4 separate regions of the Mus musculus genome follow, and regions 2, 3 and 4 are each linked to region 1. The links are chromatin contacts, called in public ChIA-PET, HiCAR-type and promoter capture Hi-C maps. All regions are on one chromosome and are shown on one strand. The core of a region is the stretch at or near the end of the contact, and the rest is flanking DNA. Distances in the headings are between cores, read along the strand shown.

Evidence for each region. Promoter capture Hi-C pulls out the DNA fragments that hold promoters and counts their contacts. ChIA-PET counts read pairs in DNA pulled down with a chosen protein or histone mark. HiCAR-type assays count read pairs that join an accessible place to other places.
Region 2: an RNA polymerase II ChIA-PET map of memory CD8 T cells shows a contact between it and region 1, with 6 read pairs. The contact joins the promoter of Milr1 here to the promoter of Ddx42 in region 1. A contact is called at or near these places in 2 of 39 promoter capture datasets (embryonic stem cells and liver), 4 of 115 datasets of contacts at active chromatin or transcription factors (bone marrow-derived macrophages, embryonic limb bud, memory CD8 T cells and 1 more) and 1 of 9 other capture datasets (pancreatic islet).
Region 3: a contact with region 1 is called in a HiCAR-type map of astrocytes, with 4 times the contacts expected there. The contact joins the enhancer-like site here to the promoter of Ddx42 in region 1. A contact is called at or near these places in 1 of 39 promoter capture datasets (embryonic stem cells), 2 of 484 Hi-C or Micro-C datasets (both in cortical neurons) and 5 of 115 datasets of contacts at active chromatin or transcription factors (astrocytes, embryonic stem cells and stem cell-derived neural progenitor cells).
Region 4: a contact with region 1 is called in a promoter capture Hi-C map of embryonic stem cells, with 3 times the contacts expected there. The contact joins the enhancer-like site here to the promoter of Ddx42 in region 1. A contact is called at or near these places in 2 of 39 promoter capture datasets (cranial neural crest and embryonic stem cells), 4 of 115 datasets of contacts at active chromatin or transcription factors (astrocytes, embryonic stem cells and stem cell-derived neural progenitor cells) and 1 of 9 other capture datasets (embryonic stem cells).

The regions. Positions count from the first base shown.
Region 1 is chr11:106,215,530-106,218,229 of GRCm38.p6, forward strand. Ddx42 (DEAD box helicase 42) reads left to right here and starts at 1,397. Exons shown (of 18, transcript NM_028074.4): 1 at 1,397-1,627. It overlaps Ccdc47 (coiled-coil domain containing 47), which reads right to left and starts at 838. Exons shown (of 13, transcript NM_026009.2): 1 at 620-838.
Region 2 is chr11:106,749,870-106,752,569 of GRCm38.p6, forward strand. It overlaps Milr1 (mast cell immunoglobulin like receptor 1), which reads left to right and starts at 1,357. Exons shown (of 7, transcript NM_001033435.3): 1 at 1,357-1,520; 2 at 1,765-1,806. The coding sequence starts at 1,415.
Region 3 is chr11:105,243,958-105,246,657 of GRCm38.p6, forward strand. The region is part of intron 9 of Tlk2 (tousled-like kinase 2 (Arabidopsis)); the gene reads left to right. Among named protein-coding and RNA genes, the nearest start is that of Mrc2, 47 kb to the right of the region's middle. Within about 2 kb of position 1,289, at least 9 of the 459 cell types and tissues checked have an H3K27ac peak or open chromatin away from gene starts, as enhancers often do. A contact at or near this core is called in astrocytes, where this site is marked.
Region 4 is chr11:105,284,497-105,287,196 of GRCm38.p6, forward strand. No RefSeq gene overlaps it. Among named protein-coding and RNA genes, the nearest start is that of Mrc2, 6.8 kb to the right of the region's middle. Within about 2 kb of position 1,390, at least 57 of the 459 cell types and tissues checked have an H3K27ac peak or open chromatin away from gene starts, as enhancers often do. A contact at or near this core is called in embryonic stem cells, where this site is marked.

The sequences.
Region 1 (2,700 bases), core at 147-2,646:
GACTCCAAGCCAGGCACAACATTAACACACCCATCTTGATTATCTTCCGCAAGCTCTCTCAGTAAAAAGGAGTATATGTAGCAATCATTGCTTGTCCTCCCAGGCCTCTGTGGCATCAGTCAAAATGATGAAATTTCTAGAAATGATGTAGACATTACTGTCACCTTACAAAGTAAAGTGTTGGTTACAAATAACTTGCATGTTAGAAACCTTCGGGTAAGGTCGACTCTAGAAGCGGTTGCTTCCGTGAAACTTCTAGTGTCTAGTCCTAGGTCCACCACGGAGAAGCCTAGTTCGATGCTCTTTTATTCTTCTGGCTACACACCAGATATTTTCTCAGATTTTGTCCTGTTGGTTGGGATCTACTCGAAACCTTCCCCCAAATCTTCCTAAAGCCCAACATAAAATGGAGCAGAAAAGGATGGACAGAGGTTTAGTCTTTTTTTTTTTCTTTTAATTCTGGAAAGATAAGTTGAGGGTATTGATGCATGTCACCACCGGCCGGACTTAAAGGGTTGGTTAGGAGGGAAACAGTACCTGGCTCTGCGGCCATGCAACTTAGTCACCGCTCGGCCTGGCACGGTCACACCGACTGGAATGTCATGGCCCCGCTACCTACCTGCACCCGAGGCTGCAACCGGGCCCGGGGCTCCTGAGGCCACTACCTCCAACCAGCCTGCCTTTGTCTGGTTTCTGTCTTCAGGTCGCAAAGATAATCTGCGGGCCGCGATGTCACTGAACAGCCCAGAACAGGTAGCTCAGTCACGGCACCCTACTCTTCACGTAGCTTCAGCCGTCCGTTACGTAGAATGCGTACAGCTAGTTTGCGCCTGCGCGCGGGGTGGGGGCGGGGCGCGGCCTTCAGGACATCCGCGCAAGGCGAGCTAGGGCTGCTGGGAAAATTACGTAACCCCCAGCGTCCCCTGGGCTACAAGTGCTCTAACTAGCGGAGGCTGCGTTTCTCCCGTAGGGTTCCGTCCGTCGGGTAGACGTCACTTTGATCGGATGCTCCGGAAGCTAAAGGTGGCCATAGTCTATGGGGCCATGTGGACAGAGGCATGAAGGGAAATGTTGCCCGAGTCGTGGGTTTTTTGTGTTGCTTTGGTTTTTGGCAAGGGACAAGAGCTAAGGGAAGGTGGACATTCTTATGTAAATGAAGTTTCCAATCAACACCTTATTACCTTGAGTTTTTCGGGCGGTTCCCCATCGCCGCGGCTCTCTTCATTGCAGACTCCCTCACTACACGACCCAGACACAATCCTCACCCAGGACCAGATTCCCGTCCGGGGTGTGTGACGTAGTTATGTTGCGTTCCGGAATCGGAAGAGCGGCATTAATTGGCGCCTTTCGGCAGCCGTAGCCCCAGCCCCACCCTTCGGCTCGCGCTCTACTTAGCGCGCATGTCAGACGCTCCCCCCACCCTACCCCCAGTCAGCAACGGGCCGTGAGGCGGCGGCGAAGGGGGCGGAGGAAGAGCGCGGCTGGACGCGGTCCCGCACCGCGCGTACGCAGGGCCGCGGGGGTTCTTTCGCGCCGACTGGAGTAGCAACTGCGTCTGCAGCCGCGGCAGCGGGTTTGGGTGAAGGGCTCGCCAGACGCAGTGCCGCTAGCCCGGGGGACACGAGAGGTAACTGGGGCCTGGCGAGGGCGGAGGAACCTCGGCCTCGTTTAACAAAGAATCGGCAGAGCCTGGGGACCCGGGTGGCTGCGGGGGTCCGGGCAGGGATGGGTACGCGATCTGGAGCCCCGAGGTGGCCCTCTGGAGCTACGTTGCCTTCCCACGGCTCTGCTCCTTGCACGTCTTAACGAGGCCCACTTGGCGGCTTTCCGGAGGCGGTGCTTGATGGGCTCCAGGAAGGGATTTTTCAGGGTGCTGGGCTCCGAAGCTGTGAGAGCCAGTGGAGGAGTATTGATCCTTGTAGGTAGCTGTTGGGGATTGCGGACCCACAAATGGAGGCGGGGAGGGTCTCGGTAGCGGAGGTTGACAGATTAGAAGGCTGTGATAGTCATTGATCTTTGTGAAACCTTGAGTAGATCATGATTAACATCATCACCATAGTTACAAACTTTTTGCGGCCTACTTGAGCCTACCTGATTTGAATAATATATATGGGTTGAAAACCTGTATCAGAATCGTAAGGAAAAAATTATACTAGTCAAGTTTGGAAGCATATATAAACTTTTCTGTCATCTTAGCTTTTTCCCTTTTCACCCCTACCCCTTTAGGCTGTGGTTTTGTGGCTTTCCTACTGTGTTGTTGTTGTTGTTACTATTTGCAAGTGTTATTTCTGTATTGTCTCCTACACATACCTGAACAGCTATTAAGCTGAACAATTATTAAGTAGAGTAGATATTATGTCTTTTTCTTTTTCTTTTTTTTCTTCCTTCGAGACAGGGTTTCTCTGTAGCCCTGGCTGTCCTGGAATTCACTCTATAGACCAGGCTGGCCTCGAACTCAGAGATCCACCTGCCTCTGCCTCCCAAGTGCTGGGATTAAAGGCGTGCATCACCACCCGTCGTGGGTGGTAGGTTATGTCTTAATTCGTTTAAACTTTGTAGAGTCCAATCCTGTTCTGACAGGTGGGAAGTGAACAGTAAGTCTGATATAAAAATTTATTCTTCCAGGGCGAAAATGTTATTTTACTTTACCTAGAAGGAGAATTGCAGTGATTCATTTAAAAATAAAATTGTTATTGCCTT
Region 2 (2,700 bases), core at 107-2,606, 530 kb after region 1:
CCACATGGTGGCTCACAACCATCCGTAACGAGATCTGACTCCCACTTCTGGAGTGTCTGAAGACAAGCTACAGTGTACTTACATATAATAAATAAATAAACAAGTATTAAAAAAAAGAGAACTTCAGACTAATTTCCCTTATGAACATTGATGTAAAAATACTCAATAAAATATTTGCAAACCAAACCCAAGAAGACATCATCTACCAAGCAAGATGCTAGAGAGGCAGGAGGGTGGCCGGAAGGTCTTACAGAGCAGCCTGGTGTGACTTACCTCCAGAGGTGATGAGAGGAGCTGAGAGCAATGTTGCTGAGGTTCTGGTCTGAATACGCCGACCTGAGAAGAGTGTGCCAAAGGACTCTCTGAATCCCTCCTCCAATTACCTTCAGGCTGCATGTATAGAAGATGTACCTTATACATCTGGAACCTGTCTCTCACCTCATAGGCAGCTAGGAAGTGTGTGTGTGTGTGCGCGCGTGTGTGTGCGTGTGTGCGTGTGTGGTGTGAAAGTGTTGATCCCATTGGGTGAAAGTAAGAACACTATCACAGTTTTTGAGCCAAATTGCTATGCTGGCTAAGACAATCCATCCTCAGGATTCCGGGAGTATGTCACCAAGGTACATTAATCGGAGGTTTATAAAGAAAGGCAAACCCCAAAAGGCTACATACTTTCCACCTTTGTCCAATCAGGAGCAAGCAAACATCCTGGCATACTCTCTGCTTATGTACCTCCAGCCTACATTCGATCAAACACATCCTGTGCAGATGGGGCAACCAAGCTTGTCTAAAGAAGCAAACAAAGGACTTGTAATCTTAAATGAACAACGGCCGACAGCACGCCAGGAAGTTCTCTGTGCTCTGGAGAGTAGGGCTTACTTGTCAGAGGCATTTTTCATTTTTCTTTTAGGAGGGGGAAGGGAGATGGGGGGGGGAGAGGGGGAGGGTGAGGGGGAGGAAGAGAGAGAGAGAGAGAGAGAGAGAGAGAGAGAGAGAGAGAGAGAGAGAATATAAAAGATCCATTATCGGGGCTGGTGAGTGAGATGGCTCAGTGGTTAAGAGCACTGACTGCTCTTCTGGAGGTCATGAGTTCAAATCCCAGCAACCACATGGTGGCTCACAACTATCTGTAATGAAAAACAAATAAAAAAACCTATGGGCCGGAGTGAAAGGGAAGGGGAAAAAAGGGGGAAAGAAGGGGGAAAAAAAAGAAAGATCCGTTATCACCAAGCAGCAGCTCTAAGTGAGATAGGAGACCTTGCGGTCTGAGCAGCTGTTCCAGTAATATGAAGGACAGTTAAACCAACGAGTCATAGGTCCTGTTGAGTAAACTTGTCTAAATCCTCTCATTTCCTGTGTGTGGTTGGGAAGAGGAATCTCAGAAGCCGAGCCCCATTCTGTAGTAACTCAATTAACCATGGGCGATGGTGACTCGCCAATGTGCCTCTCTGCCGTTTCATTCAAGGGAATAAGATGCTGGCTGGACAAACTGTTACTTTGGGCTCTTACAATTTCTATCACACGTAAGCCTGATTCGATATTTTAAGAATTGACTCTGGGACGGGGGGGCCAGCACTTGGTGGAGCAAAGGCAGGTGGATCTCTGTGGAGCCAGCCTGATCTACACAGAGTTCATGGCCAGCCAGGGCTACCTAGAGAGACCCTGTCTTGAAAAGTCAAAGACGAAAAAACAAACAAGAATCATCTCTCAAAATAATCACATGGGAAATGAGGTTTTTTTTCTCTAATCTTCCATTTTCTCTTTCAGTTCAGAATGCTGCAGTGGATTGTACGAGGGTGGAAAATAACGGTAAGTTTCATTTCCTGAAAGTATGGGCATCAAAATGGTCAGATAGCTGACTCTGAACATGAGCGTTCACTTACTGGGATTTCTGTGTTTTTAGATCGGCAACCAAGAGCAAAGCCTTTCTATTATCTGCTAGGAGGCCAATGAGCTGAGGTTTAGAGAGGGCATTAATTGTAGCAATTTTGTTTTTCCACCTGAAACTTGGCCGGGCAAAATCTGAGATTGTTTTTTACCATGAAAACCTCCAAACTTCCTTTGTTATCACTTTTAGCTAGAAAACCCTCCCGTGATTTTTGTAAATTTTTATTAATTTATTTACTTTTGAGGCTGAGCCTCATGTAGGTCAGGCTGGCCTCAAACTCTATTACGTGGCCAAGGCTAAACTAGACTAACTCCTAAACTCTCAAATGCTGGGACCCAGCCCACCATGCCCACTCAAACCCCTTTTAAATTAATTCAGGCAACTAGTACTATGCCTAGGTAGAGCTCTACTGTGGAGTCAGAGTGCTTTGCTGCTGAGCCTGGCTTGCTGCTGCCCAGCTGGCAAGCCGGGCACACAAACTAATGACTTTTGAGGGTGGTTTCTTTCATCGGTGAGAAGGGGTGGCCCCAATCCTGGTTCCTCTGCAGTCTTTGCGGCACATCGGTCCTTCCGTGTAAGCTAACCACATAAAGTTGAAAGTGCTGTTGTGTGCAACCCAGCCTGTCTTCCCTCCCCTCCCCTCCCCATCCCGAAGCAGGCAGCTTCTTTCTGTGGACTGTTGGTGATAAGATCTTGCTACATAGCCTAGCACTCACTATGTAGCCGAAGCTGATGCTGAACTCATGAGAATCCTTCTGCTTCAGCCTGTTAAGTCCTGAGTGTGGGAGAGCACACAGTGGAGCAGTCTAGATGGA
Region 3 (2,700 bases), core at 39-2,538, 970 kb before region 1:
GTAGGTTTGAACCATTGTAACCCTTCCGTTTTTCCCCCCCAGAGCTACTTGGCCACAAACTTTTGGAAAGTATGGAGTATTTGTCCATTGCATGTCCAGCAGCCAGTTCTGGGAAGGAGATGCCCAACTTCATCCCAATGAAGCCCAGAATGTGCTTTGAATATAGAATGTGTCAACACTGACCCACCTTTTTTTTTTTTTTTTTTTTTTTTTTTAATTTAATGATTGGGTCTTCTTTAGTGCTGAAATTAAAGCTGTGTGTCACCTTGCCCAGCATCTTCAAACTGATGTTCTCATTCCTCATCAGAGTTACATTCTATGGGCCTCCTTACTCATAGTTGTTTCCCAATATTTGAATGAGAAAAGCCATTTATTTTTAAGCAACAGTCTTACTTACATTTTGGTTGTTTGCTTGAAGTAAGTGTGTGTGTGTGTGTGTGTGTGTGTGTGTGTGTGTGTGTGTGTGTGTTTTGTATGCACATGTGTTGGGAGATCAAAAGAGCATATAGCATTCTAATTTTTCACTTCTTTTCCTTTGAAACAGCAACCTTCTCCCTGGAACTAGCCTTAGTGTTTTTCTTCCTCTGTCCTTCACAGTGCTGGGAGCAAAGGTGTACACAGCTGTGTGTCTGGCTTTATATTGGTGTTGAGGGTTTGAACTAAGGCCTTATGAGTATATAACAAGCACTCTTACTCACTGAGATATCTTTCCAGCCCCTTGGAGTTGTTTTTTGTTTTTGGTCCACTTGGATGCTAATTGAGTTGACAGCTAAGATTTATAGTGAGATTGTCTTTCTAAAAAATCCTTAGTCAAACTCCAGTCTCAGAGTTTAAGTCCAGAGCAGCGCCACAGGACTCGACAGGGATTATGGCTTTACTTACCTTCTTTATAGCCTGACGATTCGTCGAGATGATGGGAGAGCTCAGTGGCAGAGCACTTGTGTACATGACCCCACCACTGGGATGGGGACAGTGTTGGAGAGAGATCCAGATTGCTATGGTGGAATGTGGAAAAACTCAGGCCCTATGTTAGCTTTACTTTTAGGTCCCTTTGTTCTTCACCCTCATCTTCTACCTACTCATGATCCCTTTTTCCTACTTGATTCCTTGCTTGTCTTCTAGAGACTGACTCAGGGCCCTTTCAAGTTCTCTGTCTGTTGTTACAAAACATTCTGACCAACAACAAAAAGGTTGAAAGTATATTTGACTTACATTCCCAGGCTCACTGAGGGAAGTCAGGGCAGAAGCCAAAGGCAGAAACTTGGAGGAGTTTAGAATGGGAAGCAGAAGCATAAAAGAACACTGCTTGTTGGATGGCTCATTGACACATGCATAATTAGCCTTCTTACACAGCTCAGGACCGTTTCCATAGGGATGGTAGAGTCCTCTTTGGTCTGGGTCTCCTACAATCAACCATAGATGTGCCTACAAGCCAATCTGATCTAGGCAATTTCTCAAGAAAAAAAATTTTTTTTAATTTACTTTCAGGAAATAAAAGTTCATCATGCATTTTCTCACTTTAGTAAGATGTTGTGTATGACTGCATTGGGTACTGTCAGCCAGCTCCTACTCCCAGCATGGACTTGTAGAAACTGTTAAATGTTAGAAACCACAACTTTACATGGCCACAGAAGACTTGGTGAGATCATTCACCTTCCAGAAGTATATTAGATTTTGTATAGACATTCTTGGTCTTTTGCTTAAAGGTTTTTCAATATGAATTAGATAGTCACACTTACCTAAGTGCAATAAGACTTTTCCTTTGATAACATGGTCTATAGGATTCTGTAGTAATAACATGTATGCCAGTATAGAGATTAGATATATTTACAGTGGGAAACTGTTTGACACAGGCTGCTTTAAAACTGAAGCTGAGTTGTCACACACCTTTAATCTCTATACTTGGGTCTCAGAGATAGGCAGATCTCTGTAGTTCAAGGCCTGGTGTGTAATATTTCTAGTACAGGGTTTCTACTACAGGGTGAGCTCCTGTCTTAAAAAAACAAAAGCAACAAAAGACACTGGAGAGATTGCTTAGTGGTTAAGGACAATTGCTGATCTTTCAGAAAACCCAGGTTTGCTTTCCTAGTAACTATGTGGTGGCTCACAAGCATCTCTAACTCCAGTCCAGGGAATCCAATGACTTCTCCTGGTCTTGGAAGGCATGCATGTAACGCACAGACTAATGTGCAGGCAAAACACCCAGACACACACACACACCCCGTCTTTTTTTCTTTCCTTCCTTTTTTTTTAAAGCTGAAAAAAGTCAGCAAATTTTATTGTTTAATAACTGAGTGATAAATTCAGAAATTTTGAAGTCAAATTTGGCCTTGGGTTAGTAGTTCTTTCTCTCTCTGTTGTTTTAGGAACCTTGAGTATTTCAAAGTATTTAGCCTATCCTGTAAGATTCTGACCACAGCTAAATTATCTGTATGTTCATTCTCATATTCTTGAAGCAAGATCTTCTTATTTCTGGTTGGTGGAGGCATGACTGTCTGGGCTTCTCTGGGGAGAATCATCCATGAGAACTCATGTTCCTTTTCTCTTTAGAAATAAGCTTGGTATGTAGGTCAGCACATGTTTAGCATACTTACGCAAGGTCTTGGATTGATTCCATAGCACCACCAAAAACAGAATAACTCTTACATAAACAACACTTACATGGTTAACATAAAGATTGATTAAAGGGGTGAAGTATTT
Region 4 (2,700 bases), core at 140-2,639, 930 kb before region 1:
GTTCCTCTTTCTCCTCGTTCAGTTTTTTAGGCAGAGTCGATCAGGCTTTAAAAGTTAGGCCTGAGTTCATATCCCACTTTTGCAGTCTCCAGGGACATCTTGTACTGGGAATGCAGGGTAAAGTGCCTGACAAGACTCTGTAAGAGGAGCTGAGTTTAGAATCCCTGAATTCACTGGTTTGAAGTTGAGAACCTTCTTGCCATGCTGGCAGGAGATGATTTTGCCATTCCGTGTCATCAGTGGGTCTCATTCTGCCTGGAAGGCAGCTTCTGCTGTGTCTGGGAACAGCAGCAGCGTTAGGAGTTTGTTAGATGTGTACATTCTTGGGCCCCATCCCACAGACTACAAAACTGGAGGTAGAAGTTTAAATATCTGTGTTATTCCTAGGTTTCTGATCCAGGTGTGTGTTTGAGAGCCTAGCCATGGACTGTTTGCCTCCTAGGGAAGGATGAAATGGAAGGGTGCCTTTTCTGTACCTGCTAGTCCTGTAGTGATGACGGCAGGGTCACTGGAGAGATCAGCTGTAAGACCTCTTAGTGCTAGTGTGACCAACCTCCCTGGCGGGTGTAAAGGATGTATTAAAGAAGACACCTGTCCCTCCAATTGATTGAACAATGTACCCCAAGAAACTAGAACTTCCTAAGGAATCTCACACTGGGGAAGAAAAATCACCTAAAGCTGGGGCCGCCAGTGATGGGTCCTTGACAGCAGCTCCAGATCCGGACTGCTTCATTATGCATATATCTTGCTTTCTACTTACACTTACCTATGTATGCTAGGACTCTGAAGATGGATGCACCCGTCACTGGAGCTCTTCATCCCTCTTTCACAACGTAGCTACAGTGCTTTTCACTGTTTTCAGCTCTTTCACTTGGCTTATTGGAGATGGGTGACAGAACCTGGCATGTTGGAGCAGCCAGATGGAACCCAGGGCCTTGCACACCTAGGTACTTCACTTAGCTTTCTGGCTTCTTCCAAACTCACCCAACTGCAAGAGAGATGAGTTCTGTTTTATTTTTATCTTTGGGAACCAAAGTCTGTCTATCTTAAGCTTAGGGCTTCTGGACTGTTGTTAGACACTGTCATTATGTGGAGCAGCAAGAAGGCCTAGACAACTCCTACAGGTCTCGTAACAATACACTTGGAGCCATTCTTCCCTTTGGCAAAACACTAGCTATCTTAATATGAGTTAACTATTTGGGTTTTCCCCATACATGAGGGACTACAGGACTACAGGAGAGAGACTGCTTCAACTGGCACTCTGATTAAGCAGTTCTTTGGAGGGGTGAAGAGGGTTAAAGGGGGAGAGGCCTGGTGATTGAGGGAACCTGCCAGAGGCTGGAAAAACAGGCAGGTCTGGGGCCAGGTGGGGGCAGGGAATACAAGAGTGCTTTTGTGCAGGCTGAGCCCAGCAGGGGCCCTAGACAGACTGGAGTCTGCCTGAGGAGTGTGGAGGAATACTGCTCTGGACTTGAGACCCCATGGTGAGAAGGGTCAGAGAGCGGCCGGCCCAGCCGCACCCATCTGGCCCTGGGTCAGGCCTATGGGTGTGGTAGTTAAGTGTCCAGTGAGAAGACTGTTAACCCCAGGTCTGCTAGCATCAAGCTTTCTTCCCTTGGAGACTGCATAGGGGAGGAGGAGCAGGGGGCCTTATAGAAGGGGCTCAATAGTACTGTTGCAGAGTAGGAAAGTGAAGCCGAGAGCCATTTGCTGACATGCAAAAGATAGAGCTGAAGTAACTGGGAAGGTTACTACAGGTTAAATCTTTTGGAACTGGATTCAGGGAGTGCTATGTTTGCACAGAGGTGGGTGTAGGCAGAGTAGCACATGGGCTTACAGACAGACAGACAGACATGAACGTTTATCCTAATCTCTATCAATCCTAATTCTGCCATGTTTTTTCCAACCCTTCCTCTCCCTCCTGGCTAGTGGTTGTCAGGACTACAATGAAGTGCTGCCCAGACTGCCTCTGCAGTGCTGGGTTGGCTGGAAGAGAAAGAAAATGTGACTCTTAGAACTCCATTAGTGTTTTCTAGTATCCAGCCCTCTCAGCTTTGATTTATATGGATATTACTTCCTCAGACTTGCTATCTTGCTTTGTCTTGTTATCTTGCGTATAGATTAGGAGGTGATAGGGCCTTGATTAGTAAAGTGTTTATGAGGCAAACATGAGGACCTGAGTTTAGATTCCCAGTTCCCACATAGCCTAGAATCCCAACTTGGAAGACGGAGATAGGTGGATCTCAAGAGTTCGAGACCAGCCTAGTCTATAAAGAGTTTTAGCTAAGCCAGGGCTACATAGTAAGACTCTGCCACAAAATAAGAGTTGGAGAGCAACTGAAGAATATACCTAATGCTAACCTGGGTTCCATACACGGGTTTGTTCCATACACAGTGGTTTGTTTGTTTTGGGGTCTTTTTTGTTTTTTTTTTCTGTAAGCTTGATGGTGGTATGGTAGGGAGTGGGGCAATGAACACCAGGTATGGCTAGTTGCCGTTTCTGTCAACAAAATCTCTAGAGGACATGGTCACAGAACAAGTATGTGCACTTGCTCTCCCCCCACCCCTCTTAAACACACACACACATGTTAGAATGGCCCTTTCCTTAACCTGAGCTGCTTATAGCCCAGTGCCAATGCCCTATGGTAAGGTTTTGCTCCTGGAAGATAAGAGAGGTGTGCCCCTCCAAATTAGTTCCAG